Linked DNA regions of Danio rerio: region 2 is linked to region 1. The links are chromatin contacts, called in public Hi-C maps. All regions are on one chromosome and are shown on one strand. The core of a region is the stretch at or near the end of the contact, and the rest is flanking DNA. Distances in the headings are between cores, read along the strand shown.

Region 1 (5,833 bases), core at 2,261-4,760:
ACTTTTTTCAACACATTTCCAAAACTTTCTTGCAGAATCTACAGTAACTTACTGGCAGCAGTTCACCAGTACTGTGCTATAAATCACATTTACATTTACAGCAAAATTTCAGTATTTTAACAATGTAACTTAAAAATACACTGACATAGTGCATAAATGCTTTACGATAAAATACAGTTCATAATACAGTTAAATACTGTATAATTTACAAAAAAAAAATGTTAACAGTGTAGAGTGTTCAGCATGTTTTTATTCATTCTTTTTTTTTGGCTTAGTCCCTTTATTAATCTGGGGTCTCCACAGCAGAATGAACCGCCAACTTATCCAGCATATGTTTTATGTAGCGGATGCCCTTCCAGCTGCAACCCATCACTGGGAAACACCCATACACTCCCTTTCATACACATATACGGACAATTTAGCCTACCCAATTTTTCTCATACCACATGTCTTTGGAATCCAGGAAACTGGAGCATTTGGAGGAAACCCACGCCAACACAGGGAGAACATGCTAGCTTCACACAGATATGCCAACTGACCCAGCCAAGGCTCGAACCAGCCACCCTTTTGCTATGAGGTGATCGTGCTACCCACTGTGTCATCGTGCTCGCTGCCTTCCACCCCCTTTCACAAATCTCTCTTGTAAATACATATTTTTAATAGGAAGCTATTCAATATTTGTGCATGCATTAGATTAGTCAGTACTGAAGCCAAATCTGAATCTCTAACAAATTAGCTTACGATAACGATCCAAAAAACTAGTACTGCCAAATTTATATGTTATAAAAACTATAATGTTATAAAAACTATTGTATTAAATATAAACATTTTTAAAAAAAGAGGAAAAAAACAAGAAAAGCTAAAACAAATCGACAAAATTTGTTGGAATTTGGTAGGTTTTAATTTTTTTTGCAATATTTGCTTGAATTTAATTGTATTATCTTTTATATTTTAAATATACTTGGTGACTAAAATATTATTTTAATAAACATATCTGTTTAATGAATCTGTCTGGTTTAAATGCATCCAAGTACATCACACATATTCACTGAGAAATGGATTAAAATATTCATTTTCAAAATAGGCTGTACTCAATTATGCTGAGCACTATAAACATACAAACAGACTGTGCTAATTACATTAACCAATCAATTTAATTACATTGATTAAATGTTCTTTCTTTCTTTCAATTTTTTTATTAAAATTAAAATAAAATATTTTATAACAGTTTTCTCAGTGGCTTTGGTGCATTTCTCACAATACTATTTACATTTGCACAACAGTTGATGCATTTCTTAGAACAAACTGCCAAACCTAGTTGATAACCTGCAAAAGCGCGTCACTTGCTCAAAATGGATAGTTCATTCCTCAAAAGCAAGTATTGATGTCAATGAAAGTGTCAGTGTCATCAAGATGAAAAGTCCTGACACCATTGATTATGAACAAGATAGTCAAATGGCTTTGTCATGTTTTCATTATGACAGTTTACTTTTTCCAGTGCAAAAAAGTCAAATTTTAGTAACACTTCCTGAAAATGCTCAAGACGCACTATATACTATTTACACAGCCATTTGAAAACTACAGCAAAGTTAGACATCACTGCATTTAGTGAGGTAACTGAGTACAAGACACTGAATATGTGTTTCACATTTTTGCTGCATTTGCTTTTTGCAATTCTAATTTATTCACAGCATTGTGCAAAAGAATAAACACACCCCTATTTACAACAAACATAAACTTCCTTTGGGTAGAGCTGTGCACAACTGTAAACAATATTGCAGCACATATTGGAACCGAACCTACAATATAGACAGATTTGTAAATCATTTATGAACTTGTTCATTTTAAAAGACATTTTCAGGAAAAAAATAGATTTAAACATTTTTGTAAAATTTACATTTGACAACTAGTTCAACATTTGTGTATATAATGACTTAAGTCGTTAAATAGGACTATTAGTTTTATATGGAATGACTATTCAGCATTCACAAGTTTAGTTCATTTTGACTGACATGACATAAGCAGATGATAATGTTATACAACAGCAGAGAGTTGTGTGAAAGCAATTGATGCATGTCCAAAGCATTTGCAATTTGTTGGAAGGAATGAGAAAGTGCTACAAATGATTTGCTATATATGATGCGCACAAATGACTAATTGTTTTGAGAAATGCATTAACTGTTGTGCAAATGTAAATAGTGTTGTGAGAAATGCACCAAAGCCACTGTGAAAACTGTAAAATGTATTCACATATAAAAAGCAAACATAGTTGCTTTAGCGATTGTCCTGTAGTTTTCACTATAGCTGCAATGCTCCTCAAAGTGACCCATACTTTTTTCTCATGTTAAGTAGGATGAAACTAAGGTTAACTGTTTTCACTCACTAAAGGAAAAACTCACAGCTTCTTAAACTGTCATCAACAGATAATTTGCGAGCTTTACAGTGGAAGGTCAATTATGCACTGATCATACCTATGCTGAAGCTGCACACATTCAGACAGCAGGCTTTTCATATTAGTTGCTTATTTATTGCAAGTAGCTACAACATTTGTTGAAAATTCACTTTTTTCTTTTGTATTATACATACATATATATATATATATATATATATATATATATATATATATATATATATATATATATATATATATATATATATATATATATATATATATATATATATATATATATATATATATATATACTAAATAAAGATTAAAGACACAGTGTGTTAAATTTGTGTTCACATTTCTGTGAGAGTCAGTGAGTAATTTGCATTATGCAAATATTCTGTCGGCGGTTGTTTTCTCACTAGATGGCGCTGTCAGTCTAAAGAGCTCTCAGCATCATTTTAGCCTGTATAATGCTGTTAAACTGTTCCAATAGTGAACTTGTTGCCTATATGTCTTACATGTACTGACAATATTGAGGTATATTAAAGCTAACAATTCTTTTTATATATATCCGAAAAGTAAACTGAAACTTTTTATTTTATTTTAATCGTATTTTTATTTTGATGTGGCAGTTTAGCCAGGTAAGACAGTTTACCAGAGTAAAGAAATGTACAGCAGTACACGGCTTCACATTTTACAAAGAAAATCTGTTTCTATCTGTTTCGATAGATTTAGTTTGCATTCTAAACACTTGTTAGACTTAGGGCTAATGCTTAACCCTGGAAAACAAAACAACCAAAACAAACAACCAAGCAAAGATACATGTTTTTCCAGTCTGGACAACACTAAGAAAAATTCATTCAAATCACATGAAATCTCCTGTCACATGAAAACCCTTGATTTCACCGATACCCAAAGCACAAGGGCTTGTAGGGCCTACACCCAGTTTCTGCGCTTTGTGTCTTGAGATCAGGTGAAATGCGAAATCAGCTCTGATCGGCCGTCATGTAGAGCGGATCAGCTGATCGCGAATCAGGCTGAGTGGGTGGGCGGGGCGAAGATTTGGTGTGGGCGGGGCTTGACGCTTCTCAACAGCCCGTGTGCTTGAAGCAAAACTAGTCTGAAAACAAGACGTGCAACAAGTGACTTTGAGCAAGTGAGAGGAGATGGAGCTTTCGCTTAGTGTCACAGCTGTTTACAGAGCTTGACCAACAAACAAACGCATATTGGAGGATAAACGACAAACAGCGGTAAGAGCTGCGTTTTTTATTTCCAAAAAGTGGGAATCTCCGCTAGTCTTGGAGCAGTTTGGTAGTAAGTTCTGTGCGCTGAAGTTTAAAAAACACTGAGAAAGTTACCAAAACTTTAATGAGTACACACTCGAGTATTTCCATGTACAGTATGGTAAATGCAGGGTATTAAAACTGCTCTTGTAGAGCCTGACGCATCTTTAGGTACAGTCAGTGTTTGTGTGAAATTTAGCCTTGTTTTTTGTGTTGTAACCATGCTTGTTTTTGGCGTATTGACTTACATTTGTTTAACCAAAGTTTTACTAAAATTACCATGGTAAAACTATGGTACTGCAAAATCATAGTAAATTTGTGGCCACTATGGTTCATAATGGTAACTCTTACCATGGTTTTGCAACACAATCTATAGTTTTACAACAGTAGTAGAGATATACAAGTTTAAGTACGTATGCCAAAAATATAATTACTACAATTTTGCTAGCTAAAAATATATATGTAAGGGTAAACATCAGTTATTTTGCATAAAAAAAATGAAAATTTTAGTTCAATTGAATGTATGATTCCCAAACTAAATCATGCAGTATGATCAGATTTACCATACTGTGCAGAAAACCATAATATGACTTAATTCTGTTGAAAAAGAGTAAAGTTCACTGTAGTTACTCATGTTATCCCTACTTACAGTTATAGTGTTTACTGTGTCATCTTGAGAATAATTATCAGTAAACCTTTCTGTTTTTTCTTCGTTTAATTATTATTATTATTGGAGTTCTAACCTAGTTTTTAGTCTGGATTAGTTAGAGTTAATTAATTAGATAGAGTTTACATGTAGATAGTCAGAGTACTACAATTGTACCAGGAAACTCCTTGGAAAAGTAAGAATGCAGGTGGAGGCCATGCTGCAAGAGTTTGCACAGCCCGTGTTTACTTCCCCGTCAGAGCTACATGTTTCCAGTTGGCACAATGAGAGGAAGGGAGCTACATTAACACCATTGAGTCCCTCTGCACATAGTACATGTGATACAGGGACTGAATAAGGCTATTGTGTCATATCCCTTTTTCTGCACCAAAGCTCTGTTCCTTGTGGATAAAGGGGCTTGCCGCTTTTTAACTTGCTCGTATTGTTCTTTCTCATCCCCCTTTGTGGGGCTGGAAAGTTTGAGTTTTCTTTTTGCTCTCTTGAGATCCAATGAGAAAGATTTTTCCTTTAGATTCTTGCTTTATTAGGGTGTTCATTTTGTGTTTTTGTCCTATTTGGCCTTAAGTCCAGTCTTCCAATCGTATGCTTTCCTTAGTGTCACCTTCATTCTTCATTGAGGAGATTCTTTACTTGCCCATTGAAAACGAACCGATTCCTCTTTGTTTTCCTTATTGTTAAGCCCTTGAGGATCTCACAGGTTGCATGCACAGTAATACATTGCATACCACGATCATGCCATTTGGCATTGCAACAAAAGACATCAATATGACTCATGCAATCTTTTGTTGGTTTGAGGTGTAAGGATGTTATCAGTGGGATCCAGAGGAAGCTGATAATAGCCTGTTGCATGGCGTGAAGCCTGTAGTGGGGTGATATTTTTTCAGCATTGTGTTTTGCTATTCTGGAGACACAATGCTGTTGCTCATTGCGTATGTCGTTAAAATTCTTTGGAACGAATTAAGATGTGATGACACTGACAAACAAGTAAATGACTGCAGTTGGGTGATTTTTGGGTTTGCAGTTGAATTTGAATAAGGTGTACTTGAAAACCAAATTGCATGAAACAGTTTGACGCTGCACTTTGTTTACTTTAGGGCTAGGCGATATGAAAAAAATGTCCTCATAATGATATATAACTATATAGTACCATTTCTGCAAATTCCATAGGTTCTTTCTAAAATGAGAATGACAATTTGTTTTGCTTAACATAAAGATCACGATTTTCTCACAATTCTGTAAATGTAAAATAAAACTTAATATGAGTAGGCTTTTATTATTGTCAATTCTCAAACATGTGGTAAGAAAAACAATAATAGTAGACCTATTTGTTGGTATACTGTTGGTTAAAATGCTACATTTTGTAAAAGCTTGGAGTAGTTGACCTTAATAGACTTTAAGCTAGACCTGGCTGTTAATACAGAGTAAAGTGAGGATTTCAGTATACAACTATTCATAGTTCTAAAGTTGAATTATTATAACATATGCATTATT
Region 2 (5,833 bases), core at 2,075-4,574, 220 kb before region 1:
CCACTAGAATAAATAATCCTAAACAAAGGCATCCCAAAAAACACACGTTTTTTGCTTCAACGTAGCGACCTTCCTACAACGTTGTACCAACCTTGCAAAAAGGTTGAGGAATCTACGTTGTTGCTAAAGGTTGTCACAATGATGTCATAATGTTGCCATTTACAAATCATGAGGGCCGCATGCTTTAGGTTATGCTTAGGTGGCGTGGACGACCACTGTACAACATTTACTGGTCACAGCTGAATCAGTTTAAATTTCAACAAGCTGTCGCCTCATTCATCAACCACAGAGGAGACACGAGTATTGCTTTATTTCTTCTTAAGATATGCAAATTGTGAATATTCAAACAAACCTACGATTTCGACAACAATCTGTTCCAACATTACACATACAAAAAAGCCGTAATTAAGTTATTACGAGCGAGTAACATTTCAGCACTCCGTTCGCGGACGGCGACAACATTAAAGACATTGTTAAATCTTTCAATAAAACATTTCCTGATAATTTACCTGCCCCTTGTCTTTACTCGAATGGACAAAAATGTTTTTGAAGTTCAGTTTTTTTCCATATCGATCGTGATGAGTCAGTTATGGATACTGCATCACACGATCCCAGCCGACGCACTTTTTACAAAACACACAAACTGACTTTTAATACAAAACACCTCTGTGCAGACTGCATCCCGTTAAAGTTCACTCAAAAATAAACATGTACTCAAATTATTCACCCATAAAATAAGTGATTCCAAATCTTTAAGTTTCTTTATTCCGTTGAACACTAAAGACAGTCTTTTAAAGAAATAATCTGAATAATCTGTAAGCATTTGCTTTCATAGTAGGAAAAACACAATGGAATTCAATAGTTAACAGGTTTCCAGCTTATTCAATATATCTTCTTTATTGTTCAGCAGAGAAAAAAAAAGGTAAATGCGTTTGGAACAAGTAAAGGATGAGGCTAAATGACAGAATTGTCAGTTTTGGGTGATCTATCCCCATAAGTTAAAGTATATAAAATAATGTTAAAATGCCTAGTTACTATTATTAATAAAAAGATCTGCTAGTCTAAATCGTTATTTATTTTGATTGGTCTTTTGATGTTGGAATTTAAAATCCACTTTTTTTCTTTGCTCAACAGGCTATTTTCACATAGAGGTTATCTTCCATTGATAATTTCTTTTTAATTATGCGCAAGTTGCATAAAACTCTATTGTTTACCCACCCACTGTTGTTTTCAAATTATTTATGTAACATGTCTTTCAGAATGTTTTCAGTTGTTGAATTCACCTCAGAACTGTGTTGCTGTAATTCCTGATCTATGGAAAGAAGAATTAGATGATGTAAAGAGTATACCACTCTACTATATTTACTATCATATTAAATGCAGTTATGTTATCTAAAACACAGTATGTCCATAATGTGGAAAATAGACCATGCTTATGAAAAAGTACTTTGTTATTTTGTACAGCTGTTATTGAAATGACACTAAGTTTAACATTCCATTTTACAGCGAGCAACGCCACAACTACAGGACCTCTTCTTTCTCTTCTCATAATGTAAGTAAGTATTCGGAGACTAACTCTGACTTCTGTTAACTCAAACCTGTTTTCCCTGTATCTCTAAATTTATTTATTTGTATGTCATTTTAGTATATGATATATTATTAAAAAATTTAAATGAAGTAGGCTCCATAATTACTCACTGGAGATTTCATATATAATAAAATTACAATAAATGTCTGAAGCTTCAATATAAACTTGCTAGTCAGTAGTCATTTCCAGTGTAGTCCTGTTGTGTCAAGCTCTGATCTGTCATCTGTCCTCTCTTGTTCACTGCCTATTTTGACTTGTGTCTGCTGTGGATCTCTGAAGCTGGATTCTCTGTTGGATTCGTTTCTTCCTCTGACTGCTTTCTCCATACCAACAACTACGCCTGGCTTCAGCTGCACCCCCCGGTCTGCTGTATTCTCCATCCTTCCCCAGTGTCAGCATTTTAATTTATATATTTATTTATTTACATTTTAATGATTTTTTGTTTACTTTTTTTGTTTGCTTACCCTTTTGTTTAAATGTGTGTGTGTGTGTGTGTGTGTGTGTGTGTGTGTGTATATATATATATATATATATATATATATATATATATATGTTTATATATATATATATATATATATATATATATATATATATATATATATATATATATATGTGTTTATATATATATATATATATATATATATATATATATATATATATATATATAAAGAGAGAGAGAGAGAGAGAGAGAGAGAGAGAATAAAATCTAAACTTTATTTTATACTGTTTGCTTAGATTAGATGTGTACTGTATGTATTAAATGTTGTGAAATATATAATAAAAAGTTTGATTATATTCATTTGTGTGGCATTTTTATACTTCAAAGTTTATACATGCAGTTGTTAAATTAAAAAATAACTGAACAATATTTAATATTAAGCAATATTGGAAAAGAATTACTGCTTATCCTGTATTCTAGGCAGTATTGATAAACTGCCACAAAAATATTAATACAAGTAGTAAAAACGCCGTCTCGCGGTTGCTGAATGTCGCACGACAACGTTGCTACAGCCTTCTCACTTCTTACATTTCTATGTTGTGACAATGTAGCAAGCACGTAAGCGGCAAATTGTCTTTGAAAAAATACAACGTTGTGCAGACATCGCTATAACGTAAATGTGTTTGTTGGGATGCTAATGTTTGAGAGTGCAGTAACAGCTGCGCCTAATATGTATATGCAAAATATTGTTATGCAAAACTAAGTCACGTTAAGTTTAAAACGCCAGCTATAGTGATGTGGAACCTATAATACATCTCTTGCAGGCTTGAGTATACAATCGACTGTTACTGCGGACATAGACCGGCTAAGATGCTAATTCAGGTTCTCACCATTGTCTCCAATTTAAAACGTGAAATCAACAAAGAATTAAGAAAGAAGAAGAGCACAGGTGTTAAGAAATTAGTTACATTTACACACATGTTTTCTTCTAAGGGCGTTATTTGGGAAAGCATTAGCAAGCTGGTCGGCTCTGTGTGGATGCTAACGCGCTAAAAAGCAAGAAAAATAGCTAGCCGCTGCAGGAAACGACACACCGCAGAAACCGCAAAGGAAACACTTATTATCTTTGTATATAGAAACAAATAGACAAACATCACAGATTAACAGATTTACACAATTCGACCTTACCTTTTAAAATCTCGTATTATTTACAAACAACATCAGTGTTGATTCAGACACGCTTACAGCAGCATGAACCGCGGAGGCTCATGGGAAATTCGAGGGGCTTTGTTGAGGGACCAAAAAGCTCTTCGAGTCTGAATTAATACCCTTTCCCCCCAGTTTAGACATACCAATATTAAAATACAGAACATGAAGTTATGTGCAGAGAAGAAACGAAACGTATTATAAACAATATTACATGTCAGACAATGAGAACCAGGCCAAAACATACGCTCTTTACATCATGGACTCTTAGTTAGTAAAGCTTTAGATATTAATACATGCATAGTGGTGCAATTAAAAAATATATACATCTAATTTACATGTAATAGATTATGTAAACTGTTTTATGTTACTCTAAAACATTTTATAACTTTAAAATGGCATTAGAAAAATATCATGGACAAGTACTAAATATGTTTATATAAGAGATGAACGAACTTATGTACAAGTTAATATCTAGGCTAATTCACTTATATAAATGTAACATTTGCAGGTAGAAGATTTAGAAATCTTGTATTGAATCTGTTTGTTTTGACCAACAGGTGGCACTATGAGTATTGTGATGAATATAAATGTCCTTTATAAATAATGAAAGTCATCACCATGATAGCTACATTCAGAAAGTTGGGAAATGATTTTTATGACTTTTTTCAGGATGGCTTGTAGTGTACATTTGTACGCGATTTTGATTTAGTGACATAAGACTATGTTCTGCATAGCATTTGGTCTGTGGTGTTCTATTTCTGTCTCTTGAACGTCACTAAATATCCTGGATATCATTATTTTGATTGAATTGTGAGCTAGTGGAGCACATAAACAGCTATACTAATTAATTGTAAAGTTATTTAAAAAAAACATGCACTGTATTATTCATTGAACTTGTATAAAATGCTGCTTGTTATACTGCTTAATTTTATGATAAAAGTATTTTCTATTTTTCTATTTTACTTACAGTGATTTAATCTTTGTTTTGCACATATATACAGCAGTATTATGGGCCTTCTAAAATAGGCTACACAAAAAGAAAGTCTAGGTGACGCAGTGGCGGAGTAGGTAGTGTTGTCGCCTCACAGCAAGAAGGTCACTGGTTCGAACCTCAGCTAAGTTGGCATTTTTGTGTGGAGTTTGCATGGGTTTCTTCCGGGTGCTCCGGTTTCCCCCACAGTCCAAAGACAGCGACCTAATTTGTCTGTAGTGTGTGTGTGTGTGTGTGTGTGTGTGTGTGTGTGTGTGTGTGGATGTTTCCCAGAGATGGGTTGCGGCTGGAAGGGGTTGCGTAAAGATTTGCTCGATAAGTTGATGGTTCATTCTGCTGTGGCGACCCCGGATTAATAAAGGGACTAAACCGACAAGAAAATGAATGAATGAATGAAATAGAAAGTATGTTAATAAAAATCAGTATGCAACAAACTGATAAACAGAAGCTCTCCACAGTTTAGTTCCAACCCTCATTAAACACACCTTATCAAACTAATTGTGTGCTTTATGCTTGTTTAAACCTACAGGTAAGTGTGTTGAAGCTGGGCTGGAACTTAACTCTGCAGAGCTGCAGTCTTCCAGGAATCCAGGAATAGACAAAAGTTGAATGAAAAAAAAAGGTACACTAAAGTATGAGCATACTGGCATCTTAAAAGTGACATATACAACAGCTTGTTACCTGAGAATTATGTATGATATAAAATCATGTTTTTTGTAGAATTTGTAGAAATTTTATATTATTATTTAATATTATTTATATTAGATTCAATTCTATATTATACATTGCTGAAAATGGTAATACCAATAATGATAATAGCAAGTCATAATAGTTACATTTAAAATAAACTTTTGTTTATTTATTTGGGTTGCCACAGCGAAATGAACCACCAACTTATCCAGCATATGTTTTATGCAGCGGATGCTTTTCCAGCTGCAACCCATCTCTGGGAAAATAAACCTATGTGTATGTGTTATATTTTCAATTATTATTATTACTATTTATTGCAGACCAATAAAACATGAACAAGGAAACATTTATTTGGTATCTTTAATAAGATAACAATATACTTATATGAGAACAATAAAAAAAATTACTTAAAATGAGCTAAATTTAATGAACCAGTACGGATAAACAGAAAAAATGCACATTATTAAAGGTAAATCACATTGTTAAATATGTTCTTATAGAGCATAAAAATATGCCAATTTGTCATTGTTTATGTGCCTGAAGGCTGAATTTCGAAAATTTTAGTAAGAAATAATTGAAGAATCAATGGAGATTAAAATCATTTTGATTACAAATAATTAATGAAAATTTACATTTAATATAAGCTAATGTAGTTTCCCAGTGTTGGGTTGTGGCTGGAGGGGCATCCGCTGAGTTAAACATATGGTGGATGGGTTAGCGGTTCATTCCGCTGTGGCGATCCCTAAATCAATGAAGGGACTAAGCCAAAAAAAATAAAAATAAATGCATGAATAAAGCTAATGTAGTTGGCAACATACTGAAGAGATAGTTGGTGAAGGGTTGCATAATGAAACATTGCTATTTTGCAATACTATTTGCAAGATGTCTGTGTTATTCATCTGCAGTATATTCATAA

The links. Hi-C and Micro-C count contacts between places; a contact is called where the count stands out from the background.
Region 2: a Hi-C map of hematopoietic stem cells shows a contact between it and region 1, with 2.0 times the contacts expected there. The contact joins the promoter of znf280d here to the promoter of cgnl1 in region 1. A contact is called at or near these places in 6 of 18 Hi-C or Micro-C datasets (caudal fin, embryo, hematopoietic stem cells and 1 more) and 2 of 4 datasets of contacts at active chromatin or transcription factors (caudal fin and gastrula embryo).

The regions. Positions count from the first base shown.
Region 1 is chr7:54,092,922-54,098,754 of GRCz12tu, reverse strand. It overlaps cgnl1 (cingulin-like 1), which reads left to right and starts at 3,510. Exons shown (of 19, transcript XM_003198999.7): 1 at 3,510-3,642.
Region 2 is chr7:54,315,323-54,321,155 of GRCz12tu, reverse strand. znf280d (zinc finger protein 280D) reads right to left here and starts at 3,324. Exons shown (of 18, transcript XM_679451.9): 1 at 3,216-3,324.